Regions from separate parts of the Mus musculus genome. Here regions 1, 2, 3 and 5 are each linked to region 4. Evidence: chromatin contacts called from public HiChIP or PLAC-seq and promoter capture Hi-C data. All regions are on one chromosome and are shown on one strand. The core of a region is the stretch at or near the end of the contact, and the rest is flanking DNA. Distances in the headings are between cores, read along the strand shown. Region 1 holds the start of Lcn2 (lipocalin 2). Region 2 holds the start of Fubp3 (far upstream element (FUSE) binding protein 3). Region 3 holds the start of Swi5 (SWI5 recombination repair homolog (yeast)). Region 4 holds the start of Ier5l (immediate early response 5-like). Region 5 holds the start of Aif1l (allograft inflammatory factor 1-like).

Region 1 (5,830 bases), core at 1,628-4,127, 1.9 Mb before region 4:
AGAGGGAGGGAGAAAGGAAGGAAAGAAGAAAGGATACCGATTGGATGAGAGATGGAGGCAGGAGCATGAGAAGTCCAAAATCATCTTTGGTGATGTAGGGAGTTTGAGGCGAGCCTGGGCTTTAGGGATTCTGTTTCAGAGAGAAGAGGCTCAGAGGAGACCTGGCAGGATGTTGGGAGAAGGGCACATGAGCAAGAATCAGCAGCAGGCTGAAGGGTGGTTGTGTGCATTGTACCTGGAACAGCCAGGGTCCTGAGCTAGCTCCCTCCTACCCTTAATCCTAACCTTTCAGTTTTTACAGTCCCAGCTCTCCGCCCCAGTTCATACCGGTCCAGTTTCATTGGTCACTCTGCCCCCTGCTTTTCAGAGTCTAGAATATTCTGCCTGTCCAGCTTCTATGAGATTCTGGTCTCTGTTTTTCCTGACTAAAAATTGGGGGGCTCTGTCTACACCCAACAGTCACCAAAGACTCAGGAGTATCTTTTTTTTGTTGTTGGTTTTGTTTGTTTGTTTGTTTGTTTTGTTTTGTTTTTCGAGACAGGGCTTCTCTGTGTAGCCCTGGCTGTCTTGGAACTCACTCTGTAGACCAGGCCAGCCTCGAACTCAGAAATTCGCCTGTCCCTATCTCCAAGTCCTGGGATTAAAGGCATGCACCACCACTGCCTGGCTTATATATATATTTTTTTTTTTTTAATGATTTATTTTTTTTATTTATATGAGTACACTGTCACTGTCTTCAGACACAACAGAAGAGGGCATCTAATCCCATTACAGATGGTTGTGAACCACCATGTGGTTGCTGGGACTTGAACTCAGGGCCTCTGGAAGAGCAGTCAGGCCTCTTAATCACTGAGCCATCTCTCCAGTCCTATATTTGTTTGTTTTAAGTCAAAGGTCTACAAGCCTTTGGCTTGCTTGCTGCAAACTCCCAATGTAGACCAGGCTGGCCTGGCCTTGAAGTCACAGAGATCCTTTGCCTCTGCCCTGAGTGTTGGGTTCAAAGGCGACACAGCTTTCAAGGAGACCTTTTAAACTAATATGTGTTTAGTTGGAAGGTTGTTTCTTTGTACTGTTGGAGATAGAACTTGGGGTCTCCCATGTGCTGGATAAAACACCAGAGAGCTACATCCCCAGCTCACGGATACCTTTTAAGGTCACAAAGAGTAGAAGGGGTGGATCTCCTAGTGCTGAGCTAGAAGGGTGGAGAGGTCACCCGTGCCTCAAGAGTGACAGGCTCTGGTGGCCACATCATCCCCACAGCTTGGCTTAGCTTTACTTCCTGCTCTTTCATCATATAGGGACCTGAGGGGACAGATTCTAGTGTTGTAGTCTCTCTGGTATGGGGGAGAGAGAAGGCTACATCCTAGGTGTGGGTTGTGTGAGGCTGTAGCCTACTTATCAGCTTAAGGTCCCCCTCTAAGCTTTCCCTGTGACTAACCTCCCCAGAGCTAGGCAGCAGTGGAGAGGGAGAGGTCAGGAGCAGCAAACAGGTAAATCAATGGCCCCTTTGGTCCTGCCCAGGGCCAGAGGACTTCAGTCCAGCTTCAGGTCAGATGTTCAGAAGCAGATCCTGAGTAGGCCACCTGGGGGGCGGGAAACGGCACAGTATAGCATCTGGGATCCATCACTACCTTCAATTGATGTCGGCCAGGCCCCAGTGAGGGAGGAAAGGGCTTTCTCCAGGACTAAGCTCGAATCAACTGGGGGAGGGAGAGCCCTGAAGCCGGGCCACTAGGTTCCCCTGCTCAAGGTTATGGCCAGGGACAGAGGGATGCCTTCTCAAGGGAGGATGACTTAAGGAGAAGGTAGAAACTTGCTTCTGCCCAAAGTAACTGGAGTACACAGGGCAGTGTGGAGACACACCCACTTTCCCCAAGGGCTCCTGCTCCCCCAAGTGATCCCCTTATCCTCCGTGCTAAGATGACACCGAGGTTGCAGTCCTTACCTTTGAAAGCAGCCACAAGGGCGTGGGGGTGCACACCTTTAATCCCAGCACTCGGGAGGCAGAGGCAGGCAGATTTCTGAGTTCGAGACCAGCCTGGTCTACAAAGTGAATTCCAGGACAGCCAGGGCTATACAGAGAAACCCTGTCTTGAAAAAAAAAGAGAAAGAAAAAAGAAAAAAAAAAATGAAAGCAGCCACATCTAAGGACTACGTGGCACAGGAGAGGGTGAGTCCCTGAGAGTTCAGCTGCTGCCCTGTCTGTTCCTGTAAATGGCAGTGGGGTCATGGGAAAGTGAAGGGGCTCAAGGTATTGGACACTTCCAGGATAATCTTTTGGACGCCTCACCCTGTGCCAGGACCAAGGCTGAGCTTGGCAGGCTCAGAACAGGGTGTCCTGTTCTTCCCTGTCTAAAACATTCACTCTCAGCTTGCTCACCCTTCCCCAGACAAGGAAGCTGCACAGGGTCTGGTGTTCAGATGGCTTTGGCTTACAGCAGGTGTGGGTGTGGGGTAGGAGGCAGGGGGTAGGGGTGGGGGAAGCCTGTACTATACTCACTATCCTGTTTCTGACCCTCTAGGACTCCTACAGGGTTATGGGAGTGGACAGGCAGTCCAGATCTGAGCTGCTGACCCACAAGCAGTGCCCTGTGCCTGCCAGAATCCAAAGCCCTGGGAATGTCCCTCTGGTCCCCCTCTGTCCCCTGCAGCCCTTCCTGTTGCTCAACCTTGCACAGTTCCGACCTGGGGGAGAGAGGGACAGAAATCTTGCCAAGTATTTCAACAGAATGTACTGGCAATTACTTCATGGCTTCCTGGACTTGGTAAAGGATGGACTACCCCGCCCAACAGGGGGGCTGGCAGCCAGGTAGGCCCATAAAAAGCCCGCTGGGGAGTCCTCCTCACTCTCTGCTCTTCCTCCTCCAGCACACATCAGACCTAGTAGCTGTGGAAACCATGGCCCTGAGTGTCATGTGTCTGGGCCTTGCCCTGCTTGGGGTCCTGCAGAGCCAGGCCCAGGACTCAACTCAGAACTTGATCCCTGCCCCATCTCTGCTCACTGTCCCCCTGCAGCCAGACTTCCGGAGCGATCAGGTAGGACCCTGAAGGGCTGCTGCAGGAGAGGCTGGGGAAACAGGGCAGATGGGAGGAGAAGCCAAAGGTTTCACGGGCAGCGCTGGGTAGGATGGCTAGGACTCTGGGAGGCCAGTGTCCAGGCTTCTACACATGATCATTCTGTGTCCTAGGGGATGCCACATCTCATGCTGCTCAGATAGCCACTCTGACAGTAACCCCTTGCCCAAAACCACCCCATCCTGCTAACTCAGGGTTAACTCCATCTAGGATCTTGTCTAGCCTTGGAAGAGGCTAACTCCTGCCAGTATCTCTAGACAGACAGAGTCTGGGGCTCTGCTGCCCTCCAGCTGGGGTGCCTGAAGGTACCCAGAGGAACAGAGCAGGAGGAGCGGCCTGCGAGGCCATCCCTGGCTCTACCTCTCATTTCTTGCAGTTCCGGGGCAGGTGGTACGTTGTGGGCCTGGCAGGCAATGCGGTCCAGAAAAAAACAGAAGGCAGCTTTACGATGTACAGCACCATCTATGAGCTACAAGAGAACAATAGCTACAATGTCACCTCCATCCTGGTCAGGTGAAGCCCTGTCACAGCCCGGAACTGGGTGGTTTCTTGCTCTTTTCTTCTCCCATTCCTGACTTCTGTCAAAGTGAGAAGGACACACAAGCCACAGAAAACAAGAGGGAGAAGCTAGGGAGATGCCACATAAGCAGGAGATTCTGAGTTCGGTTCCCAGGAATAAGCATCAAGGAGCCGGGTGTGGTACCTAGTCCTGGGGAGGAGGGGTCAGGAGCCCTAGGACTTGCTGGGCAGCCAATGTAATCCAATCATTGAGCTCACCTTCTCTCAAAATTTAGGTGGAAGGACTGGGGAGAAGGCTCAGTGGTTAGGAGCACTGGTTACTCCTCTGTTGAGTGGAATAGCCCCGGGGCATTTCACCCTGTGCCAAGGCTTGGTCAGGGGCTTCTGCAAGGAGAACTGTGGCTTAATTGGAGCAAGGGAGAGTGGAAAGAATAGTGAAGGAGAGGGCAGGCAGTCAGTGGGGGAGGTGTGTGGGGGATGGAGGGTTGCGCCTGCAGAGGAGAGCCAGGGCCACCACCTGCATATGATAACTGCCTCTGGCAGATAGGTGGGCTGGAGTTGGAGCAAAATATCTGAGGAGCAAAGGGCAGGTGAATGGCAGGTTTGGGGGTGGGGGCTCAGCTATTTGTGGCAGGGGATTGAACGGGACTTAGGGAAATTTCACATTTGGTTAAAGGGTTGGGGGCATAGTGCTTAACTTGTAGTAGGCTGGCTGCTCAGGATTAACCAAGAGAGGCCGTAGAGATGGAGCAGAGAAAGAATGGGGAGAAAGGTCTTAGCAGGACCAGGCAGGGCAGACTCAAAAGGCCTAGGTGCATCTAAGATGGGTGGGCGGGGCCTCCTGCCAGGTTTGGTGGCAGGCTATTATGGGTTGGAGGAACAGGGGTGGGCGACATCAGAATGCTAGTCCCACCTGCTCTAGTCCAAAGGACACTCCAGCCTATGTCATATCCCTGTTCACTCTCATCTCTCTCCCACAGGGACCAGGACCAGGGCTGTCGCTACTGGATCAGAACATTTGTTCCAAGCTCCAGGGCTGGCCAGTTCACTCTGGGAAATATGCACAGTGAGTCCTGAATCCGGTGGGGTCCTTGTCCCTCCACTCATATTTTATTATGGGGAAAGCCACTCTGAAAGCTGGGGAGAACTCTTAGTTTGGACAGACAGAACCCATCCCTTGTTCTCCACGCCTTCAGGGTATCCTCAGGTACAGAGCTACAATGTGCAAGTGGCCACCACGGACTACAACCAGTTCGCCATGGTATTTTTCCGAAAGACTTCTGAAAACAAGCAATACTTCAAAATTACCCTGTATGGTGAGTTCTTGCGTGACCCTTAGGGATTCAACTTCAGGTTACACCCCAGTCTCAGCTTCAGCCCCCTTCAAGGAGTGGTCTTCTGCAGACCTCCACAGATAACAAGTCTGAGGGAGGGTTTGTTTGCTAGTCCAGTCAAACCTATGGAGTGACCTGTGGCTGCTCTCTGGCAATCTTGGTTGCAGGAAGAACCAAGGAGCTGTCCCCTGAACTGAAGGAACGTTTCACCCGCTTTGCCAAGTCTCTGGGCCTCAAGGACGACAACATCATCTTCTCTGTCCCCACCGGTAATGGCCAGTTGAGGAGACAGGGAAGGGATGTGGGAACTGTCCAAGCTGGTACTGACCTGCCAGGGGAAGGAAAGACTTAATCCCCTGCTCTAGCCATCGGGATCCACTTTGAGGTCTGGGAGACTCTGTGACAGTCCTCAGCGATCTCAGTCAGGACTTGCCCTGATGAGGAGTCCAGATTCCTGTCCAAGCTTCCTCATTCTTGTCACCCCAAGCCTCCCACCTCTTCCAAGGGCTAGTTCCTCTCCAAACCCTGAACCTTGGGCCTGGTCCTGGGCCTACCCCTATCCCATAGCTTGAGAGACATTTTGCTTTCAAGTGACTTGGGTAGAAGACTCTGGGCTACACAGAGCCATCCGGTGAGAGGCTAGGTAGCCACCACTCCCCCACAGCAACCCTTGATGCCTCTCTTTCACACTGTCGGCTCCACAGAGGTCGCTCTGCTGCCCCAGCCATCAAAAAAGGCCCAGGCAGCCGAGATCACCCACATGTCTCCCTCTGCTCTGTTCTGATGAGCTTTCTCTCCTACAGACCAATGCATTGACAACTGAATGGGTGGTGAGTGTGGCTGACTGGGATGCGCAGAGACCCAATGGTTCAGGCGCTGCCTGTCTGTCTGCCACTCCATCT
Region 2 (5,739 bases), core at 641-3,140, 1.1 Mb before region 4:
TAACAGAAGGTATCTCCACCCCCACCTCCCCAAGCAAGTCTCAGCAATCCTTAAAACTTCACTAGGATGGCAGAGGCAGGCAGAGGCAGGTGGATCCCTGAGAGTTCAAGGTTAGCCTGATCTACAGAGCTAGCTCCAAGACAGCGAGGGTTACAAAAATAAACTCTGCTTGGAAAATAAATAAATAATTCTCATAAGCTGGGTAGCAGTGCAAAAAGCCTCCAACCCCCCAATACTCAGGAGGCAGAAACAGATGTCCGAGTCTGAGGCCAGCCTGGTCTACAGAGTGAATTCCAGAACGGCCAGGACTGCATAGAAAGACCTTCTCGGAAGAAAAAAAAAACAAAACAAACAAACAAAAACAAAAACAAAAAAACAAATTTATTTTACATTCAACTAAGGAGGCCCTGAGCTTCCTAAAGCAGCGACTGTAATTGTTAGTGGTCGAAGAAAGCCAACAAGATGGCTCTGACACTCTAGCATTGAGAGAGATCCAGTACATCTTACCAACTAGTGAAAAACAGGGTTCAGGGTCTTGTCCAGCAAAGGAAAACCATGCCCATGAGCAGAGCGGTGGATGCGGAGCTGGGCGCAAGGTCATCCATTACAATCATGGAGTAACTGAAGTATCATCACACTATTGGATACTCACTGCTCCAACTAGGCAGTAACAACCCACCAGAGAAACTTTTGGGTGAGTCCAACATTTGTGGTAGGTTATAAAACAATGTCTACAGAACCATCAGTATTAATATGCAAAGTATAGGGGAGACAGGTAGGGTTTCCTCGAAGGACTACTGGAAAGTGATGAAAAGACCCCATTTTCACGTGACCGGTCAAACTCTCCCAACAATGAGTCCTGTGGCAGGTATTCTACTAGGAACCAAACCGTCATTAGTTACACAGCCCGACTTTCAAAGAACCAGAGAGTTGACAAAGTCAGAGAAGATAAACATCACTGGATAGAGGAAAGTTTGAGCGTCGGGGTAACTTGTCACTAAGTTTCAGGCAAAATACAAGGACAATTTTGTACTAGGCACCATGCCAGGAGCCAGAGAGGTCCCATATTCATTCAGAGAAGCCTAAGTCCTCTAAAAAGCCAGTTTCACTGACAAAACGCACAATATTGCCAGATGGTAGTTTCACGGTCCGAACGAGTCCATCCCACACTCTTCCCAGTAGAGTTAAGACTAATCGCCAGAAGGAACTCTCGAGGACCACCCACTTAACACCTCCCCTTCTCTCTGCAAAATAGAGAATTTCAAATATAAAATATCCTCGAATTTCTTCCAATATGCTTGAAATGCATTAAGTGGAAGGCGAGGTTTCCCAAAGCTGCAGAAGCCACGTCCAGGGCGTGAGATGGATGCCTGGGGTCTACAACCAGGACCTGCTGGGATCTGAATCATGGAGAGCAGGCCGCTGGGTGCAGTCGGGCGCGCGGGCGCCAGGAGCGCTTGGCAAAAGCTTCCTCTGGCCCCGGAGCTCCCGAGGGAACCGCCCGGGCCTCCCGCGACTCGCGGCCCTAGGCGCCCACCGGAGGCGTCGGCGCAGCGGCCTCCCGCCCCCGGCCTCCCGCGCCCGTACCTGCCGGACCCGGTGCAGGGCATCCACAAAGCCCTCAGCCTTCATGCCCACCGGAGCGCTCTGCCCCTGCACCAGCTCCGCCATAGCCAAGCCCACCGCCACCGCCGTCGCTCGGCTCCCCCGGTCCGGCCTCCCACTCCGCTCCGGGACCCGTAGCCGGAAAGGGAAAGTCGCCCCACTTCCGGCGGAAGGGAAGCGAAGGGAAGGCACTGCTAGCTCAGAGGGAGACAGAGAGAGAGAGAGAGAGAGAGAGAGAGATAGGTTGGGGGAAAGCAGCGTCTGTGAGGCGGGGTCTCAAAGCACGTGACCGCTGTCCGGCCGGAAGTGGGGGCGTGGCCGTGGCGCGAGGGGGGCCTGCCCTGGGCACAGGCAGATGTCCGTCAAAAAGACCAGGTTGCGACCCCGCCCTCCAAAGGCGTGGGCCCCAGGCCTTTAGCAAGCGTGGGACCGCCACCGCGGCGCAGGTGCGGCCTTATAGTCCCCCGCTGTGTGGTTTTGCCACCTGACGGAGGAGAAACTTGGACTTGGCTCTTCCAACACCTTACCCAAGCCGTCGAGGTGCACTGGCAGCCCCCTCCCTCTCGAAGTGGGGTCGTGGTGTGCTGCATTGACTGAGATTGAGCACCTTACTTGGTACTAGGACCCTTAGTACGGCAGGGCTCCGCCTTTGCTGCAGGGAGTCCCAGGCTCCAGAATGGGCCATCAGTTTGCCAAGGATCGGTTTGATGACACTGCTCAAAAGAAGCCTGGTGTCCTCTTTCACATTCTTTCACCCGGGTAACAGGAAATACCGTGGGACCATCATTGCTTCCGGGCCTGCTGAGGCAAGAGATCTTTAGGAATGTTTGAATGCTTGAGGGGAAGGAAAAGGGGGGAGTCTCACTTCAGAACCCCCTGCCTCCGTCAGAACAAAAAGTTACACCCCACTGTGCCAATATGTATGGGCAGTGGGTTTGTACGGAAGTTCAGGAGTTCAAGGTCATGTTCTAGGTCACCCGCAGCTAGCTACTTGAAACTCAATTTACTATTCTTTCCTTCCATTCTTCGTTTCAGTGTGTGCGTGTAGAATGTGTCACCACATACATGTGAAAGTCAGAGGACAACTCCCTAGAGTTGGTTATATACTTCCACCATATGGGTCCCGGGAATCAAACAGGTTATCAGGTCTGGCAGCAAACACCCACACCGCGGAGCCACCTCATCAACCCTGAGGCTCTCGTTTTTTTTTTTTCTTGGATTCCTAGAGTTTGGCACATAGCAGATGCTTAGGAAACTAATTCTAAGTTGAATATCGCTGACTCTGAATGATTCCTAGATTATGGCAAAATCAAAGAAGCTGGCCAAACTGCACAGGTTGATCACTTTAGACAGATCATTTCCAAACCCGTAGGGGAGACCAAGCTGGCACTCTGGATGGTGGAGAGTTTTCACTTCATCTATGCTTGAGTTTAGCAAACACAGAGTTTCAATCTTCAGGACAGACTTGGCCCTACTTGACGTTTGTCCTACCAACCTCTGAGGAAACACTGTCCACTCTTCCATACTCCCAACTGGCTGGCCCTGATGAGTAGAAATGGGATGTTCTTCTATCCAGGGTCTCTTTATCTAACACTTATTACAAACCCCCTGTTGATTTGGTTGGCGCTTGGTATCTGTTCAATGAATACGTAAAGAATTTTGTCCAATGAGGACAGGGGAAGCATCTTAGACAGTGAGTGCAGAAATGTTGCTGCCACCACCCAAGTGGCCTACAGGCAGGAGCCCAGTCTAATTTGTTTACTAAAACATTGAGGATAATTTAAAGCTTTCAAGAAAGCACAAGTAGCACAGAGTTTTTGTTTTTCCCTTCTGCCCTTTTTTTTTTTTTTTTTTTTTTGGAAGGGGGGGTGTTCGAGACAGGGTTTCTCTGTATAGCCCTGGCTGTCCTGGAACTCCTTCTGCCCTTTTGAATAGATAACTTTGGCAATGCATACTCACTCAAATGTGATTCAAACTCAGGAAATAAATGCCTAGCTAGGATTGGCTGGAACAAAGGACTGACAGCAGAGACTCGGTGGGAGGATAAGAAGGTGAGGTCACTCTGAGCTATACAATAAGGGTTAGCCTGTGGTAGAACCTGTCTCAAGACAGCTAAAACCCAAACAAACTGCATACATACTGGTTGTGAGTAGCTTTGCCTCAGAGACCAGCAGACGACTCTTCCGAATGGAGAGACAGCTCAGGCAGGAAAGGAAGCTCTTGCTGCACAGATGTGAGGTCTGTCTCCAGAAACCACATGGTTCTGGAGCTAGGGGAGATGGCTCAGCCACTAAGAGATCTTGCTGCTATTGGTTCCCAGCACCTACATCAGATGGCTCAGGACTTTCTTAAAGTCCAACTCCAAAGAATATAACACTCTCTTCTGTCCTACTTGAGCACTACACAAATGTGGTACACACACACACACACATAAATTATTTTTAAAATACTTTGCCAGGTAGTGGCAGCACACGCCTTTAATCCCAGTGCCTGGGAGGCAGAGACAAGCAGATCTCTGAGTTCGAGGCCAGCCTAGTCTGCAGAGTAAGTTCCAGGACAGCCAGGGCTACACAGAGAAACCCTGTCTGAAAAAAAACAAAACACAAAACCAAAAAAAAGCTGGACCTGCTAGTCCATGCCTGTAATCCAGAGCTTGGGGGCAGGGGTGGGGTGGGGGGTAGAATTTGGTTTGAACGAGAATACCCTGCACCCATAGGCATTGTCTTTGAATATTTTGTTCTCAGTTGGTAGACTGTTTAGGAAGGCTTAGTGGTGTGTTCTTGTTGGAAGAGGTATGTCACAGGGCTAGACTTTGAGGTTTCAAAAGCCCAAGCCAGGTCCAGTGTGTGTTTCTCTCTGCCCAAAAATCAAGATATACAACTCTCAGCTATTGTTGCAGCATCATGCCTGCCTTTCGTGCCACCATACTCCCCACCATGATAACAGACTAACTCTGAAACCATCAGCAAACCCCCAACGAAATGGTTTCTTTTATAAGAGTTGCTTTGGTCCTGATGTCTCTTCACAGCAACAGGACAGTGAACTAAGACATGGAGACAGAAGGATTTGTCTAGCCAAATTGGGGAGTGCCAGTTTCATTGAGAGAGCCTATCTCAAGAAATTAGATGGTCAGCAAACTGGGCTGTGGTGGCAAAACTCCCAACATGCAGAGGCAGAGGGAAGGGGGTGTCTGTGAGTGTGAAGGCAGCCTGGTCTATGGAGCAAATTCTAAGAAATAAGGACAGCAATGGAAGGAAGTATCCAACATGGACCTTTGACTTTCACCTGTGTGAAAACATACACCCATGCACTCATTTAAACAACATACATGCTTATACATCAGTAAACCAGTTGTTTTTCTCTCTGAGATTTGGGAATATCTTAACTGATGGCATTCAAATGTTTTCTCTTTCTAGAGGTGATGGCATACAACTCTAATCCCAGTACTCTGAAGGCAAAGGCAAGCAGATGCCTGGGAGTTCCATGTTAGACTGCTCTACACAGTGAGTTCTGTGTAGCCAGGGTTACATAGTTAGATCCCATATTAAGAAAGGTGGGCAGCTGTGGAGGTGGCTGTGCAGTTAAGAGCACTGATAAAGTACAGGTCCTTCCCAAGAACAAGCAGCATTCTGAAGTGGAAACTCAAAGGGTTCTTTGGAAAGTCATTTGTACTGGGTGGTGTTTTACTGGGGCAAAGACATGAAGGAGTGTTTTCCTGAAGTCACACAGGTGAAAGACTAAGACAGATTCTTGAAGGAATGTTTAGCTGAAGCAGACAGAAGTAAAAGAATGTTCTGCTAAAGCTAGCACATGAGAGGACACACGAGGAAGGACTCTTTGCTAACAACACGCATGCATTGGTCTGCCTTACCTTGCGTAGTTGAGCTGCATTTGTCAGGACTCTATAGAAATAAACGTACCGAAACACTTCTGGTGCTGTGCTGCAGTTTGTTGCCGCTTCCTCGGACTCAGGCTGATGGGCAGAGTGATGTTCGCTGAGACAGACACACGTGCGAAGGCAAGACTGAGGCAAGACCGTGGAGGACATGTAATGTTTGGAGGGTGTATAAATAGGCCCAACAGACTGTGGCAGAGGCCGAACTTGGCTTGCTTATAGAGCTAGCTGTACAATGT
Region 3 (6,003 bases), core at 362-2,861, 1.8 Mb before region 4:
TTTACCTGCTGAACCTCTCTCCAGCCCCAATATTGGGTATGCCATATACCAAGCTGGTCTCAAATTCCATATATAGACAAAAATAACCTTGAAGGCCTGATCCTTCTGCCTCTACCTCCAGTCTTGGAAATTAGAGGCATGCATTGCTCTGCCCAGCTAATGCCATTGCAGGATCCAAGCCAGAGCCTCATACATGGTAGGCCACCACTCTTGCAAACTACGCTGAGTACTGAACAGGCCCTTGTATATACTAAACAAACACCCTAACAACTCAGCTCCACTCCTAACTCCACTGGGGCCGTTTTAGCAACACATACTAAAGGTACACCGCAGTACTTCCTAAACCTGCTTCCTAAGTTTACAACATGACAGAAGGGCAGAAACCGTGAAGCCACGGCTTTAGTGAACATGGGAACAGAAAGGGCACAGCCCTTGTCATCGCAGAGAGAAGTCTCTACAAATCTATGAAAATGCCAAACCAGACTTTTATGGTTTTTTTCTCTCAAAAGAAGCATGGGAAAGTGATGTTTCCCGTGAGATGCCTCACCCGCATCCCGTGCTTCTCACCACCCCAGTTGGAAAAGACATTCTGGCTGAATTTTAAGTTAAGTTCAGTTCCCCAAGACACTGATCAACACTATAACATGCGTTTTGCTCCAGAGAGATTACAGTCTCTCTAGAGAGCAGACAACCAAATCCAAACCAAACCAATCCATGTCAGCAAGGGGTGCTGACAGTGTTGTGCTCACACTAATGCTAAGTTAAGGGAATGCGGGCGCCTACAGCGTCTCCGCACTAGATTCCACACTTGGGCTCCCTTCCAGGTGGAAATGGGTTCTCCACCAGAGAAACGGGAAAAGGGGCAACAACATTAGGTGAGCAGGTGGAGCAATCCAAACCAGACTCGGAGTAGTAATGACAGTTTCGAGGGGGGACTGTGACGTAACTACATTCCACTCCATACTACCAACGCCCGAGTCGCCTACAGGGCCAGGACCGAGGACCTTGGAGACAGGTGCCCTGGGAGGTCTGGATTGGAGCGTCCGGAGCCGGGGGCTAAGAGACCCTGTGTCACTGACCAAAGTCACCTAGGGGCGACTGAGAGGGCGGGGGCTGGGTTGCTGAGGGGGCGGGGCTGGCTGAGAAGACTTCACTGGGGGAGCCCAGGGCGCTGAGGGGTTCTTCTACCCGTGTGTCTCGGGAAAGACTCGGACTCTGGTCATGGGTCCTGCCGTTGGAGGAGCTCGGGTGGGGTCAAGGGGCCGCGACCCGGAGCGCTTTACCTTTTTCTTGGCCGCAGCCAATTTGCTCTGCCTGGTTTCTTCCGACATCCCGGGGCGGGGAGGGGGGAAGCGGGGGGGCCACATCACCACGATCCCGGCAGCCACCGCGAAACTGCTTCCGGAAGCTACGGCTTCTCTACAAGGGCCAGAGAAGGCGGGTGCAGAGCGCCCCTTGGACGCTCGGAAACCCAGCGTGACCTACCTTCTCCAAGCCCATTGGCTGATGAGAACGATGAACGACAGGGAGGCGTGGCCACGCGGTCGCGAGGCCTGAGCGACGGGTGGAGTTAACGACGAGAGCTGCGCGCGCAGCCATGACCCCTCACAGCGGCCTATGGGAAGCAGGGGCGGAACCGCTTTAACTTGGTGCGTGCGCAGCCTGACGTGGGGCGGTTGGTGGTCTCCGTCGTCGGTTTCTAGTTCCCTGAAGCAGCCGTTTAACCCCAACCCTGGACCCTTCCGAGTTTAAGCCCACCCCACTCCGGGTGCCCCGGACCTTAGGGTTCAGGAGGTGGGTGAGGAGCGCGCCGCGCTTCGTTTTCCAGCCCTTGCCCGACCCCTCACGCCTCCTCACCAGGCCTCTCCGTAACCCGTTCTCCACACTTTCCCCTTCCCACGATGCGCACCCCGACCCCAAAGACCCCCACCCCATCCCAGTAGCTGGGTCCCGACCCAACCTCTTGCAGCTGCGGCTCCCGCGCCCCCTCGGTAACCCCATCCTCATCAGCCTTTTTCTCGGGTTCCTCCCCAGGGGTGAGTCAGAATTCAGCCGACTTTACCATGGCGGCTACCGATCACCGGTGAGTATATCAGCCCCACCCCTCTGCATCCCAGCACCCGCCGGTCGCCTCCAAGCTTAGCCCTTTCCTAATTCCACTCCTTCTCTTTCCTTTCTCAGACATGGGTTCCTCCCCTCCCAGTCCTACCTGCCCGATGCCTACGCTTCTCCAACCGCTCTTGCTCGTTGCTTTGTCCCCTCACCCAGCCTGCCACCAGTCCCTGCATGGTTCCCCAGTCAAGAAATATGTGCATCTTTATGCTGACCACTCCCAATGCCACCCCCAAAACTCAAAGTTATTCATTTCTCATCCTCAAAAGATGAATTTTTAAAGTACTCTTTTAGATGATTCGCTTCTTTTTAGTAATTTCTTTTTTTTTTATACCCCTTCCCTTTGAGACAGTTGTCAATACCAAAGATTAGAGGAGAAAGACCCAAATCATAGTGGCCAACTCAAAGCAAACAGTTGGTTAAAGCAAACATTTTAATTCGTGTAAACGGGTCCCTAAGGCGGAGCTCGAAAAGTCAGCCTCGGATTGAGGACGACAAGGCTTTTTAGAGTTCAGGGGTAGGGGGTTTCTAAATGGGGACTTGGTGGGGTTACAGAGGCAGAACATAAGCATACCCGTTAGTCCAAATGACCTCCTCAAAGACATGATTGCAAGATGGGCAGAACAAGGTCTTCCTTTTGAAACAAAGGTGGGGTTGCAAGATGGTTATAAACAACTTTTTGGAACAAAGACAAGACTGCCATCCCTGTAACAGGCCATGCAGAACCATTTGAAGTTAAGGTTTTAGGTGGGGCATAGCCCAATTCCTTGAGAAGCAGGTTTAATCATAAAGAGGATTGAGTGTATTTTGTACTTAATAAGATGGCTTTTAAGCCTCAGATGGAGGCAGGCTGGTCCCAGACTCAGGCTGTATTCAAGGATGCCCTTTTGTGGTCCCACACTAGTTTAATACTCTTCATCCTCCTGCCTTAGCAACTCAAAATGCTAGAGAGCCAGGATAAATTATGGGGACTCGGAGAAAAAAGAGCACAGTAAGCAAAGCAATGCCGGTGCAGGCGTTTATCCCAGCACTCGGGAGGCAGACGGGCATCTCTTCCAGCCTGCAGTACCACCTTGATTTTAGAATCAGGGATCCCAGCACAATATTTGCTGCAGAGGATGCCAACATAAAAAACAGTAAGTATTCTTTTTAAAATTACTATTACTTGGTTTTATTGAGTCAGGGCTGTCCTTGAACTTAGAGTTGTGCTTGCCTCAGCCTCCCAGTACTGAGAATAAAGGCCTTGGCTTTTTTTTTTTTTAATAATTGATTTTAATTTTTTAAAAATTATTTATTTTATGTATATGAGTACACTGTAGCTGACTTCAGACACACCAGAAGAGGGCATCGGATCTCATTACAGATGCTTGTGAGCTACCATTGCTGGGAACTGAACTCAAGACCTCTTTTTTTTTGTTTTGTTTTGTTTTTTGAGACAGGGTTTCTCTGTATAGCCCTGGCTGTCCTGGAACTCATTCTGTAGACCAGGCTGGCCTTGAACTCAGAAATCTGCCTGCCTCTGCCTCCCAAGTGCTTGGATTAAAGGCGTGCGCCGCCACTGCCCGGCTAGTCAGTGCTCTTAACCAGTGAGCCATCTCTCCATCACCAGGGAATTAGAATAATTTAAAATTACATTTTAAAATGTACTTAGTTTTTGTGGGCACTGGAAAGTCACAGAGTACATATGGAGGTCAAAGCACAGCTTTTGAGAGTGTGAGTCCAGTGATCGAACCCAGGCCATTAGACTTGGTACCAGCTAAGTTGTTTCTTTGGCCTCCTAATATTTCTTTAGAAGGAAATATTTTTGAATAGGTATTGTTAAGGTAGCAGTAGGCTAGACTTAAGGCCAGACGGTGGCTTGAGCCTCCCTCCTCACCCAAGAGTTTTCTAGGAATCTCATAAGACATTAACTTTGTTTACGGTAAGAAAAATAACCTAATTTTCTACATCCTTGAGGCTGAGGGTTCTAATTATTCACCTTAAACCTGTCAAGCAGGTGATCAGGAACCTTGTAATTACGTTAAAGTTGCTTGGCAAACCTTTGACTTCAGAAGTCTGTATGTGACTGTCGTTTAGACATGAGCCCTGGTCAGGAGTGGTGGCACTTGGTTTTAATAATACCAGGTGATCTTGGGATGCTGAGGCAGGAGCAGGTGAATTTCAGTGAGTTTGAAACTAGCCTGGTCTACATAGTGAGTTACAAAGACAGCCAGGGCTACATAGTAAGAGCCTACCCAAAATAAATAAATAAATAAAAATACAAATTCAAGCCTCCTTTGGAAGCTCACTCATTCCCTCACCTGAGTGTGTCTCGGTTGCCTTTTAACTCCTTAAATCTAGTAAGAATGCTTTTTAGTAATGCCCAAGTTTTCAGTTTTCCTCATAGGGGCTTGTTCTGAATTTTTTTTTTTTTCAGAGCTAAGGATTGAGATTTATGTGAGTAGCAGCAGAAGCTAAAAAGAACTTTTCAGGCTAGCATGCATGCTTCATTACTACTGCTGGCCCAGCTGACACCCACTCACCCTTTGAAGCTTCCCTGTGTCAGGAAGCCTTACCTTCCACTTCTGGCTCTAGCAATTCTAGACACTTCCTCATTAACACATTGCTCAGAGCTTTTTTTAGACTTCTAATTAGTTGTTGGATCTTTGATTGGATGACTATTTACTGTGCCCAGCTACTGTTACAGGTTCTGTGGTGTCAGCAGTGGACAAACACAAAGTCCCTGTCTCCTTGGAATTTACCAAGGTAACAGTGGTGTGAACATAGAAATGAACTGAGCAACATGTCAGGTGACAAGAAGTGAGGTGAAACACCAGGAGAAATTGGAAAGATAGCTCTGGGAAAGTGCTTGCTACAAACAGACCCACATAAGTTCACATGAACCCGGGCAAAAACTGGATGCAGAAACACAAAACATACCTGTAATCCAAGCATTAAAGTAGAGACAGCAGCCCCCAGGTCCTGCTGGCCAGCTGTCTAGCCAATCAGTGAGCTCCAAGTTCAGAGAAGCCCTGTCTCAAAGTGTGGACAGTGAGTGAAGACCCTGGATGTGGTTAATAGTGATCTGTGAGGTCCTGAGCTCACTTTCCAGCACCACACAGGTGGCTCACAGCCTCCCAGAACTCTAGCTTTAGGGAACTATAGTGCCTCTGGCCTCCACAGGCATCTTCTCTCCTGTGCACATACCCCTACAAACACATAGTTACACATAAATATTTAATAATACAAAAAAAGGGTTTTAATTTAGGTTCATAAGTGGTTTTGCTTATGTAGAGGGGGCACTCTATTGTGCACACCACTTGCATGCCTGGTGCCCAGAAGTCAGAAGGTCTAACCCCCTGGCAAGTGGTGTTACAAGTGGTTGTGACTAAGTGGTTGTTACGTGGGTACTAGGAACTAAACCAACTCCTCGGCAAGAGCAGCAAGTGCTCTTAACTGCTGAGCCATCATTCCAGCCCCATGTGTGTGTGTGTGTGCCCCGTGTGTTTACACTTATTTCTACTAGGCATTAACATCCTTTAATCCTAGCACTTTACAGGCAAGAGGCCACCCTGATCTGTATAGTGAGTTAAAGGCCAGCCAGAGCTACATAGTGAAACCTTTTTATTTTGTGTAAAATAAAAAAAATAAATAAAACTACAGGCATTTTAGGGTGGGAGGTACAATGAATGCCAGTGCTTCTCAACCTATGGCTCACCATCCATTTGTGGATAGGACACCGTTTTCACAGGGTGGCATATCAGATATTATTATTCATTACTAACAAAATTACAGTGGATTTTATGGTGGGGGGGTCAACACAATGTGAGGTATTTTGAATTAAAGGGTTGCAGCATCAGGAAGGCTGAGAAGCACTGCATTGTGGTATGTGCATGGAAGTCAGGATAACTT
Region 4 (5,446 bases), core at 2,019-4,518:
GCACCCCCAAACTCAAAGCACAACACCCCCAAGATGCTTTTCACCCGGGCATCTCCCCTAAAACTATTCCAAAGCCCCAAAGGTTAAATCCCATCTCTGGCCAGGTACCTTCCTAAATGCCCTGAGATCTGGTGTATGCAGCTTCTGGGTACTCACAGGGCATAAGAGCACTGACCCACCTGGGGCTGGCATTGCCTGGGGTTTGAATGGAACCCAGGTCCCCAGTGATCCATGCCCTGCTCTGAGCCGCCATCCCAGCAGACACTTGGTAAATATTGAGGCATTAATTAACTTCCTCTAGGGAATGGTTACTCAGACCAGATGTAATCTACCTGTGTTGGCAAGGAAGAAAGGCGAGCACCCCAACCTCACTCAGGTGATCTCTAGAAACCTTGCCTCGTGCACTGCTCCCCTCTACAAGGTGGTGGCTGAGGGCCCTGCTCATTCACAGGAATACATGCATGCACACAGAAGCACACGTGTGCACACACATATGTACACACACACACACACACACACACACACACACACAGAGTCTTGAATGGTCTCTGTAGCATTCTGCCAAATCATTGTGTGCACAAGCAGAGGTCTGAATGCAGCTGACCCCACTCCATCCATATTTATAAATCCTTACCAGGTGCCCCCCCACAGCCACACCTCCCCCAGGACATGCCACACACACACACACACACATAGTTCAGCTGTCCTTTGTCCTTTGCCTCCTTCAGTGGGAGGTTTTCTGAAACATCTGCAGCAGCTCCCCTGCCCAAAGCTACCTCAAAAAAGATCAAGGGGTTTTATTAAGCCAAACAACTGCTCAGCTTGCTGACCCCAGAGCCCGCACTTGAGAAGGAAGGAAGACTGAGAACAGGCTGCAAAGAAGATTCCCCCCCCCATGGGGCTACACAGAGCCCCCCCAAAGTGGCCACACTTTGCCTGTCTGCACCCCTCACCAATCCCATCCCCAGTGCTCACACACACATAATCACACACACAAGTGAAAGGGCCTTAGAGTTAGTTCAACACTCACCTTGGTACCTGGGGGTGTGGCTCAGTGGTGGCTCAACTGCCTCAGAGCGTGAGACTTCATCATTCCCACTGAAAAGAACTTCACCTTTAGTGGTGGCTGGGGAAGGGATGGGGGAGGGGGGAATACCAAGCCCAAAAGAGGGACCTGATTTCCTAGTCCACCACCCACTTCTATTCCCACTCTGATTCCCAGGCTGGTCCTTAGAGCTATCTTCTATGTCACAGCGCTAAGAATGACTATGAATGTATGGAACCAAGAATGATATTTGCCTCCACAGGAGCTCTGGAGAACTCTGGTCCTGGGGCACTTGGAAAAAATAAATAAATAGATGGGTGGATGGATGGATGGATGGATGGGGCAGGGGCATTACATCATTCATCAGGAGCTAGGCCTGAGGAAGTGTACTCGGCCCCACTAACATATTTCCAGGCACCTACAGAACTCGGTTCAAATCCCGCCACCACCTCTTTCAAGTCTCAAGTTTCTTCACTAAATACTGGGAAAAGACAGCATCCATTGTGAGCCGCAGACTCCCCCAGTTCCAGCTCAGTCCTCCTGGCTGTAGGAGCATCCCGCTCCCTTCCTGAACCTGTAAGCTTCTGAGATATTCAGGTGGGCAGAGATACGGCTTTATACCCCCAGGATGCATGAGGTTACATCCCCAATGCCACCACGTGTGCTTGTTCTGAGGTTCCAGCCTCAGCCCCACAACGTAATCCTGGCCTTGCTGACACAGGGTGAGAAGAGCTGTTCTAACAGTTACATGTCCCCAGATGGTGCGGACGGAGCAGAGCACTGTGCCCAGAGCCTGTGGTCTTAGACAAAGCCTCTTTGGAGCTAGTGACTACGCCTCCTCATCTGAAAACCTGAGCAAACTGTCCCCCGCTTTTGACACTTGCCACCACTTACAGAAACAATTGGTGAGTGGTTTTCTTGAGACATTGGCCAAGGGGCAGAGTTGCTGAGAGGGTCCAAAGACAGAGGGTTTCAGAAGAGCCCCACTCCCCCCCCCCCATCCCCCAGTCCCACTCAAGGGCCCAGCCCTGGACTCTGCCTGGGCCAATTTTCTGACCTAAGTACTAAAAGGAACCTTAAACGCGGTGGATGAGGCTTGCGGCTGGCATCTTGGGCCCCCCACACCCACCCTTGCCCTCTTACTCTCTTTAAGCTTCTCAGTACAAGGGGACTCTCAGGCATCTTCTCTCTTTTCTGCTCTCTGTCCTCAATTGGTCAGTAGATAACTCAGAATAAGAATCTAAAAGTGGAGAAGTCCTTGGCCTGGGTACTCCTGGGGCTCAGGGTAAGGACCAAAACTTAACAGGTTGCTCCACTCAAGCGGTCTCAAGCTTGGCCTCCAAGAACCTTAAAGGGAGAAATTCAGACTTTTCTGGTAAGAGATCCAAGCTAGGCACTTAGGGCTTCTATTGTCATTGATATTAAGTCAGGAAAGAAGAGGTCTCCCAAAAGAGGAGGAAGCTTGGGGCGGGTTCATAGCCCAAACCCCCACCCCCACCCCCCACCCAGGCAGTCTCACGATCACAAAGCTTCTCTACTAGAGATCAAAAATCACTGGGATTTGAGTCAAACAGAAAGAGAGGCCCTTCCGTGACCATTCCCAGAGGCCCCTGGGCTAACACATCAGGTAATCAGGCCCCAAACCCTCTCTTCCAAGACAGCACTCTAGTTCTCAGGTGCGCCCCCCACTCAGCTTTTCTTGGAAGAAGGCTCAGCTCGCCCAGGTTGCCCCCGGCCGTGGCAGGTGGAAAAGAGGAGGCGCCGCGTGGCTCGAAGCGGGGGAACCGCGCGCACCTGCCGCAGGTGAGGCCCAACCATGCGGAAGGGGGCGGAGCCATCTCCGCTGCGCTCAGGTGAGCCGACCCCCAGCTCGCAGGAGCCACGTCCAGGAAAGCTACGAATTTCGACGTGGCTCCCAAGAGGCGACCCAAAGCTGAGAGAGACTACCTCGGAGGCTCCTAGTCCCACGAGGTGCCGCGGCCCCAGGAGAACATTCGAGGCAACGGCGGCGTTGGAGGCCCGGGGTCCGTTCGTTATTTGAATAGCACAAAGGAACCGCCTTGGTCTGATTGGCCAGTCAAGTGGTCCCGGGGAGGGCAGTGGCTGTCAGTCGGAAGGCTCTACACGCTTCTATTGGCTAATCTACAGTGGGGCGGGGCGCTGCTGCCCAGCTAAATAGTTGGGGCCGGGGCCGGCGGAGGCTCATTGCTTTGGCGCCGTCTGGGGAGCGTGAGCCTGCGGGTGGCGCGCAACGCATGGTGGCGACTTCTCTCGGAGTGTCGCCGACCCGCCGACCCGGGCTCGGTTCCCTGTGCCTGGCTCGCCCGGGCGACCAACTGGAGACACACGCAAGGAGCAGCATTCGCAGCACCAGAGGCGGCTGCTCCGCCGCCCGCGTCTCCGCGGGAGCATGGAGTGCGCCCTGGACGCCCAGAGCCTGATCAGCATCTCCCTGCGCAAGATCCACAGCTCCCGGACCCAGCGCGGCGGCATCAAGCTGCACAAGAACCTCCTGGTGTCCTACGTGCTCCGCAACGCGCGCCAGCTCTACCTGAGCGAGCGTTACGCCGAGCTCTACCGGCGCCAGCAGCAGCAGCAGCAACAGCAGCCGCCCCACCACCAGCACCAGCACCTCGCTTACGCGGCGCCCGGAATGCCGGCCAGCGCGGCCGACTTCGGCCCGCTCCAACTTGGCGGCGGCGGGGACGCGGAGGCGCGCGAGCCGGTTGCCCGGCACCAGCTGCACCAGCTCCACCAGCTTCACCAGCTGCACCTCCAGCAGCAGCTGCACCAACACCAACACCCGGCGCCCAGGGGCTGCACGGCGGCGGCGCCGGTGGCGGTGGCCGGGGCGCCCGCGGGCTGCGCGGGGGCGCTCTCGGAGCTGCCCGGGTGCGCTGCGCTCCAGCCGCCGCACGGCGCGCCCCACCGCGGGCAGCACTTGGAGCCGCTGCAGCCGGGTCCCGCGCCGCTGCCGCCGCCCGCGCCCGCCGCGCTCTGCCCGCGGGACCCTCGCGTCCCGGCCGCTTGCTCTGCGCCCTCGGTGCTTCCGGGGGCTGCCCCTTCGACCGTCGCTGCCTCCTCTCCGCCCGCCTCTACAGCCCCTTCCTCATCCACTGGCTTCTACCGGGGCGCGTACCCGGCCCCCTCGGACTTCGGCGTGCACTGCAGCAGCCAGACCACCGTGCTGGACCTGGACACTCACGTGGTGACCACGGTAGAAAACGGCTACTTGCACCAGGACTGCTGCGCCTCCGCCCACTGCCCCTGCTGTGGCCAGGGCGCTCCGGGACCCGGTCTGGCGTCCGCCGCTGGTTGCAAGCGCAAGTATTACCCTGGCCAGGAGGAAGAGGACGACGAAGAGGACGCGGGCGACCTGGGAGCCGAGCCCCCCGGGGGTACCCCATTCGCCCCCTGTAAGCGCGCCCGCTTCGAGGACTTCTGCCCGGACTCGTCCCCGGACGCGTCCAACATCTCAAACTTGATCTCCATCTTTGGCTCGGGCTTCTCGGGGCTGGTGAGCCGACAGCCGGACTCCTCGGAGCAGCCGCCGCCGCTCAACGGGCAGCTGTGCGCCAAGCAGGCGCTCGCCAGCCTCGGCGCCTGGACTCGAGCCATTGTCGCCTTCTAGGGACCCCCGAGGGCATGGGGACCCTGGGCCCCGCGGGGCTGGGGCCAGACAAAGACTCGGCCAAGGGGCGATAGGGAGCGAGCGGGTCCTGGCCACTCGGGGCTGAGCTGGGGACGAGCAGAGGCTGATGTTTTATAAATTGTAAAATAAAAAAAAAAAATCTAAAAATCTTGGACTTTATTTTTGCAGAGAAAAAGCGCCTATTTAAGTATGCTTTGTGTTTCTCTTACTCTTTTCCCCCCCTTTTTATTGTACTGATTGCAGTGGTGTTTAGCGAGGAGCCTGCCACGTGAGGCAGGGCTGCTGCCCGGAGGAGGTGCCCGGCCGCCGGGGGCGAGGCTGGGTGCCCGGGCGCGCCAGGGGCGCAACGCAGGAGGGCGCGGGGCCCCGGACGCCGATTCTAATCAGTTGTCAAGAGCCGGGAAGCCCGACGTTCCGCTCTCCTGAGTGCCTTTCTGGGGTGAGGAACGGGTCTTGTGAAACCCTGAGCAAAAAAACAAAGGCAAACTCTATCTCCAAAAGGGACGTTTCGGTCACATTTCCTCTCTGGGGGCGGCCTCCAAAGTTCTCAAAATGAGAAGGCAGAAATGAAAACACTTCAACTTTTTTTTCTTTTCTTGCCGGGTTGGGCGTCTAGAACCCCTCCTCTCCCCGCCCCTCTGGCTCCGTCCTCCTCCCCCTCCTCCACCCGCCTCGCGGACTCGGGCGGGGGGGGGGGGGGGCACCCTGACACTCTCAGCACAGTTGGGAAAGGGGTGGAGGGCGAGCAG
Region 5 (5,910 bases), core at 867-3,366, 1.5 Mb before region 4:
TGCTGTGATGCGGGAGCAGCTGCATGGTCCAGCTTACTCCCCTAGGGACCTACGCTCTGGATTATACTCCGGCCCAATGGCAGCTCAAGCTCACGTGGAAGATCTCAAAACAGCATCCACAGCACAGAAAAGAGCAAGCTGCAGCAGTGGCTCCCGTGTGGCCTTGGCTCAGCTGCTTGCCCTCTCTGGGTGTTTGAAGACCTGCAGTGGTTAGATCACAGCTCCCCCTAGCCCACTTTCTGCAGCATCAGTACTGCCACGCCCCTTTTTGAGCCACCTGTTCCAACAGCTCTCATCCCAAGCCTTCACCTGCGTACGTCCCCAAGAACAGAAAGCCCCAAATCTCCACTCTTCTGACTCTTCTACTAAGGTCATCTAATTAATGTCCATATCCAGCTGTCTCTGGCTTAGGGTCCCATTGGCTGTGGGTGGAGCCAGCTAGCTCAGAACCTTCCTAACAAAATGGCCCCGGGGGCTGTATGAGGTCAGGGTCCCAGGTTCCTGTCCAGAAAGCAAAAGCAGCCAAGGCTGGGGTAGCACTGAGGCGTCTTGGAGAAGTCCATCAGGCCTGGGATCTGAGCCCAGCTATATGCACACGGGTCCCCCAAGACCATGCTCTATGACAAGCCCCAAGGGAAAAGGGAAGGGTCCTAGTAAGAGGCCCCAGAGCCCTACAGGGACTCCTGGAGCTGGTGGACGGGAAGAGACACCTATCTGGGTCTAGACAGTCCATGGAAATAAAGGAATTAGGTCGAAACACTTCAACAGGACCACAGCCCTGGCATCTCCAACGACCTCCAGTTACCTCTAGTGTGCTAACCCTACCAGCTAGCTCCTCGACAGGGGCCTGGAGTTTGTCACTCTGGGTGTCCAGGGACCAAAGGGGCAAATAAGAAGAAATGCCTCCCCTTATATCAATTGGCATACCTCAGCCCCAATGTACTAATAACTCTAGGGTAGAGTGTCTAGCATGGAGAAAATCTTAAGTTCAGTCTCCACTGTAGAGGAAAAGAGAGAGAGAGAAAGAGAGAGAGAGAGAGAGAGAGAGAGAGAGAGAGAGAGAGAGAGAGAGAGAAACTAACTTCGCGGGCTGTCTCCCTAGCGCTGGACCCCAGAAGATGTAGGCTCCTTACTTTCCTGAGCCCACAAAGTGACCCTGCAGGAAGCGAGAAGCTCTTACTGAGACACCAGTCACATCTGAACACAGATCCTGGGAACCCTAAAGCCTCAGGCTGTGCCACCTCTGTGCTTTGCCAATCCAGGAGGCCCTGACACCGTTTCTTATCTCCTGGGATCTACACGCTCAGTAGCAAACGTACGGAGCTGCTATTGTGTCTCTGGCAGCAGCGGAAGGATTTCTTTCTAGAACTTCCCCAGGACCAGGACCAGCATAGAAGAAAAAAACAGTCCCTTGGGCAACTTTTCTAAAAGCTGGTGCAAAGAGCTGTGTGTTAGAGTTGGAGGTGGGAGGCAACAAGGAAATGCCAGCATTAGCCAGCTCCTAGTGTTAAGTTCTGCGGGTCTATGGAGACAGCACTGGCCCTGGGGTCTCTCCTGGCGCCAAACCCCTTAGGTGGTCCCCAGCCGGCTCCCTCACCCGCCCCACCTCCCTGGTCGAGAGTTACAACTTGCAACTGGAGACGCCAGGCAGAGAACTAAGGGGTGGAATGGACTTACCTGGAGTTGGAGGCCACACAGCAGGGGCCAGGGATGCAATTGCAGAAGGCCAGGGGTAGGGGAGGAAGGGGCTGATTTTGTCTGGGGGGAAGGGGTGGCACAGTGCGGCACATGGGACCCACACGCTGTCCCACACAGTGACGCGGCTTACCCGATTGATCTCCTCGAGCCTCTTCTCCTGCCGGGCTTTGAGCAAACCGAACGCCTTCCCTCCTGCGGGAGACAAAGAGTCGGCGGGGAAGCTAGGGTACCAACCGGGCCACGCGCCCCCTCCGAGTTCCCGCGCGCGCCGCACAGCGCACACAGGTGGCGACCCAGGGACGTCCGGCGCGGGATAGCGCGGGGACAGCAGGCGCCTACCTTGGAACCTGTTGCTGAGTGCGACCGACATGGTATGAGCCCGACTCCGGACAAGGCCAGGGACAACAGGGAGGAAAAGTCGTCTGGTCCAGACCTTCGGCAGCGTGTGGCGACGGGACCCAGGGGCGGAGGGACCTCGCGGCCGGACACACCCCGCCCCTCCGGCGGCCCGCCTCCTGCCCCCCTCCCCGCTGCCGCGCGCACCCGGGGCATCAAAGCCCGCTGTTTAGCCGGACGCTTAGCCCGCCGCCGCCCCTCTGCTGGAGGACGCGGAAAATGCAAGATGGGAACGCCCTCTTTCCCCATCACCAGAAGAGACAATATCACATCTCACTAAGAACTTTGCAGAGCTGGTTGTGAAGATCAAGTGCCAATAGAGGCTGTCACCTCACTGTCACCTTTGCCCGGCAGTGCCACGATAACACCGATATTTTAGATAAATACGTGTGTTGGTGCAAATACGGTGTACCTGACACTTGGTCTTTGTGTGTCATTTCCCCTAACTACAAAGTAGTACCGGTATGCCTACTAGATAGAAAAGTCTGGAAGCTGAAGCTGGGACACGAGTCCTCTAGGGTGGTAAAGAAGCAGCCTGTGACTTGAGGAGAAGCCAGGGTGGGCATGCAAGAACTAGGAACTTGTAAAGAAAGAGATCATGAATTCCAGTGTCCAACCTGAACAGACTAGAGACCCTTTCTAGAGACAGGGTCTCCCTCCATTGTTACATTGTGGACACAGGCACAGATCAGGATTGCCCTAACCATGGGATCCAGGAATCCCTGTTCCCCTGACTTATTTCAAGTCTACACTCCTTAGATTGGGATCCTGGGACCAGCTGACTGTGGGGACGGGTAGCCAAGCTCACACAGGGGAGTCCAGTGGTCCAGATAGAATGCTATGGGGCTAATGGGAGGAAAGATGCTTGCGAGGCAGGGCTCCTGCTCTTAGGTTCCTCCCACTATGCATTCATTCATTCATCTGAAGCTGGGCACTTGACACAAGCTCCCTAAGCAGCAGAATAGGAGAAACAGGAGCAGGGACTGCACTGTAGAAGGTAGGCCCACAAGGGCTTGGGAGTTCAAAGCCTGCATGGTCGTGTTCCCTCTGAAAGCTCGGGCAGGAACTGGACTCAGAACAGGGCCCTATTGCTCTGGTCACAGGCTGCCCATGGTCCCAGCTAGCTGGGTTAGCTGTTGTTGTGTGACCAACTTTTCCTGAGGAGATACAACACACACGTTTACTCACCCCAGTTTAGGAACCCACGAGAGATCCAATTACAGATATCACCCAAGTCCAGCTTGGTGACCCAGTAAGCTTTATTAGGGTTATTTACAAGAATATGGGTGAAGAGTTAACTTACAGAAACAGAAATGACTCACAGACAGCTGTGTTGCCAAAGTCCACCCCCTAGCATGGATGACAGCTCACAAAACTGGGAACCTGGAGCCCGCCGCATGGTCTACAGACAGTGTGACAGGTTGGATGGAGAGTCTCCTTTCCCGGGGCATCAGTTAGTCTAACCAGCAGGCAACTCTACTTGTCTAAGAGTCTTCTTGCAGCTGGGTTCTGCTGAGGCCGGCAGGAAGGGGCCTGGGGAATCCGCTCAGTTTCAGGGAGCTCTTGAAGCTCTTGTTTTGGGCTGTTTACCTCTCTGCCTGAGGAGCCCCCCTACCGGAAGGAATGTTTTCTCCTCAGAGAAGACTGCTCCACAGCTGTTCCTGGCTGTTCAGTGGGATAGGACAGGGGCCATCCCAAGTTCTACTGCTCAGCTGGCTGCTGAGTTAGACAGATGTTCAGCTGCTGCTAGCATTCCCCTCCGTCATGTGCAGCCCCACCTCTGGACCTTCTGAGTGGCTCTGCATACACCAGGCATGACCATACCGCATGAGTCACTTGGCAGGCCTGAGACTTGTTTCCTAGGAAGCCTGGTCTCCGCCCACTAGAGATGCTGGGACCACGCTTTGCTGTACATCATGGCTCAAGTGGGTAGAGGTTGGCCATCCATCAGTGGAGAAACTGGGTTAAGGCCAGAGAAGTGCCGGATCCTGCCCCAGATTTTGACTTTAGAGCTCCCATGTCCTTTATATCACACACCAGATCCTAATTACCCAATCCCGTCTTCCGTCTTTCTACCCCAACCCTGGCAACCTACCATATCAGTCCCACTCAACATAAAATGGCAGCCACACCATCCTCAGCCTCACCTTGACCTCAAGGTTCTCTCTGGAGGGATGCTCCTCTCCTCAGAACACTTTGCCTGTACATATATGGCATGTCTCACCACAAAGCCTTGGACACAAAGTCCCTGGTATTTTGGCCAAGCAGGGGACTTGACCACTCAACATTTGATGTGGGGCTGGAGTGGTGGATCAGCAGTTAAAAGAAGTGTCTGCTTGCTGAACAGTGGTGGCGCATGCCTTTAATCCCGGCACTTGGGAGGCAGAGGCAGGCGGATTTCTGAGTTCAAGGCCAGCCTGGTCTACAGAGTGAGTTCCAAGACAGCCAGGGCTACACAGAGAAACCCTGTCTCGGAAGAACAAAAAAGAAGAAGAAGAAGAAGAAGAAGAAGAAGAAGAAGAAGAAGAAGAAGAAGAAGAAGAAGAAGAAGAAGAAGAAGAAGAAGAAGAAGAAGAAGAAGAAGAAGAAGAAGAGAAGTGTCTGTTTGTTCACCTGGGTTTGGCTTCCATCACTCACATGGCAGCTATCAGCTATCTGTAACTCCAGTTCCAGAGGACCTGAAGCATGCATGTGGTTCCCAGATATGCACGCAGGCAAAGCACACATACATATAAAACAAAAATGAACAGAATCTCAAAATAAAAATAATAGCTGAGCAATGGTAGTTCACACCTTTAATCCCAGCACTTGGGAGGCAGAGGCAGGCAGATCTCCAAGTTCGAGGCCAGCCTGGTCCACAGAGAGAGTTCCAGGACAGCCAGGGCTACACAGAGAAACCCTGTCTTGAAAAAAAAATGAATAAAAAAATAAAAATAATGAGCTGATGATATGCATGCCCAGGGCTTTGTAGAGGATGGAGGAAGGGTGCAATATCATCAACCATTATGTACAAGAAAGACAAGGAAAGCTAATTTGTAGAGGCAAGGCCTAAGCAAACGGAAAAGAGCCAAGCTGAGGCCAAGGAAGAAGGCAGGAGGGAAAAGCTACCCATCTCAGCAGCCCCAGGCTTAGGTTTCTCTAAAGCCTGGCAGCCTCTCCTAGCCCAGAAGTCCAAATCACCCTCCCAGCGACTTCCACTGTCCCATTGAAGCTAATCTGGTAATCATTTTGGCCTTGTGGCCTAACGCCTTAATAAAATAGAGGATGCTTTACAATCTGCTCTAATCTAAGTTTGCAATGACCGATCCAAGCCAGGCTGTAACCTTGGCTGCTACCTGCCCTCTTATATGGGTCATTCTCCCCCCTCTGTCCCCGTCTCTCCACCCTTCCAGACCCAGGCTCAAGGCCCCCTCCTCTCGATGGTGGCCCTCCTTTCCTCTTACCGTCCTACTGGACAGAATTAAGTTCAGTTCTCTGCCTCAGTGTCTCCACCCTGAACCAGGGAGTGGCAGACGAACTCTTTGTGTACCACCTCTATCCAGGCCCCTCACCTTTGTCTGAAAGCCCCCTGGATCTGAGAAGAAAGGTGGTAGTCACAGTGCCCCTGCTAAGGCCAACACGACAGACCCCAGGATGGCACAAGCCCAGTTCTGCCAACCTCCTTCCCACACATGGGATCACAAATGCAGGAAATCACTACCTGCTTTCCGGGCCAGCCACAGGAAGTGCTCTGTGCATACCCACAGCAGGCCCTGGTCGCCACACTAGCACTGGAGGACCAAAGGCACAGCACAGGAAAAGGGTCCTTTATTTCCT

The links. Promoter capture Hi-C pulls out the DNA fragments that hold promoters and counts their contacts. HiChIP or PLAC-seq counts read pairs in DNA pulled down with a chosen protein or histone mark.
Region 1: a promoter capture Hi-C map of pre-B cells shows a contact between it and region 4, with 3 times the contacts expected there. The contact joins the promoter of Lcn2 here to the promoter of Ier5l in region 4. A contact is called at or near these places in 3 of 39 promoter capture datasets (liver and pre-B cells).
Region 2: a contact with region 4 is called in a promoter capture Hi-C map of liver, with 3 times the contacts expected there. The contact joins the promoter of Fubp3 here to the promoter of Ier5l in region 4. A contact is called at or near these places in 2 of 39 promoter capture datasets (both in liver) and 1 of 484 Hi-C or Micro-C datasets (B cells).
Region 3: a contact with region 4 is called in a promoter capture Hi-C map of liver, with 5 times the contacts expected there. The contact joins the promoter of Swi5 here to the promoter of Ier5l in region 4. A contact is called at or near these places in 2 of 39 promoter capture datasets (liver and pre-B cells).
Region 5: an H3K4me3 HiChIP or PLAC-seq map of embryonic stem cells shows a contact between it and region 4, with 5 read pairs. The contact joins the promoter of Aif1l here to the promoter of Ier5l in region 4. A contact is called at or near these places in 2 of 39 promoter capture datasets (both in liver) and 2 of 115 datasets of contacts at active chromatin or transcription factors (embryonic forebrain and embryonic stem cells).

The regions. Positions count from the first base shown.
Region 1 is chr2:32,384,786-32,390,615 of GRCm38.p6, reverse strand. It overlaps Lcn2 (lipocalin 2), which reads left to right and starts at 2,877. Exons shown (of 6, transcript NM_008491.1): 1 at 2,877-3,036; 2 at 3,452-3,588; 3 at 4,575-4,660; 4 at 4,791-4,910; 5 at 5,096-5,197; 6 at 5,732-5,830. The coding sequence starts at 2,899. The coding sequence ends at 5,751.
Region 2 is chr2:31,568,802-31,574,540 of GRCm38.p6, reverse strand. It overlaps Fubp3 (far upstream element (FUSE) binding protein 3), which reads right to left and starts at 1,890. Exons shown (of 18, transcript NM_001033389.4): 1 at 1,588-1,890. The coding sequence starts at 1,671.
Region 3 is chr2:32,283,677-32,289,679 of GRCm38.p6, reverse strand. Swi5 (SWI5 recombination repair homolog (yeast)) reads left to right here and starts at 1,611. Exons shown (of 5, transcript NM_175190.5): 1 at 1,611-1,794; 2 at 2,035-2,083. Golga2 (golgi autoantigen, golgin subfamily a, 2) reads right to left here and starts at 1,354. Exons shown (of 26, transcript NM_001080968.2): 1 at 1,284-1,354. The coding sequence starts at 1,331.
Region 4 is chr2:30,472,021-30,477,466 of GRCm38.p6, reverse strand. It overlaps Ier5l (immediate early response 5-like), which reads left to right and starts at 3,268. Exons shown (of 1, transcript NM_030244.3): 1 at 3,268-4,836. The coding sequence starts at 3,456. The coding sequence ends at 4,676. It overlaps Gm31291 (a long non-coding RNA gene), which reads right to left and starts at 3,159. Exons shown (of 7, transcript XR_003954013.1): 1 at 2,993-3,159; 2 at 2,189-2,392; 3 at 1,031-1,098.
Region 5 is chr2:31,946,509-31,952,418 of GRCm38.p6, reverse strand. It overlaps Aif1l (allograft inflammatory factor 1-like), which reads right to left and starts at 2,116. Exons shown (of 6, transcript NM_145144.1): 1 at 2,038-2,116; 2 at 1,829-1,890. The coding sequence starts at 2,068. Lamc3 (laminin gamma 3) reads right to left here. Exons shown (of 28, transcript NM_011836.4): 28 at 3,336-5,910.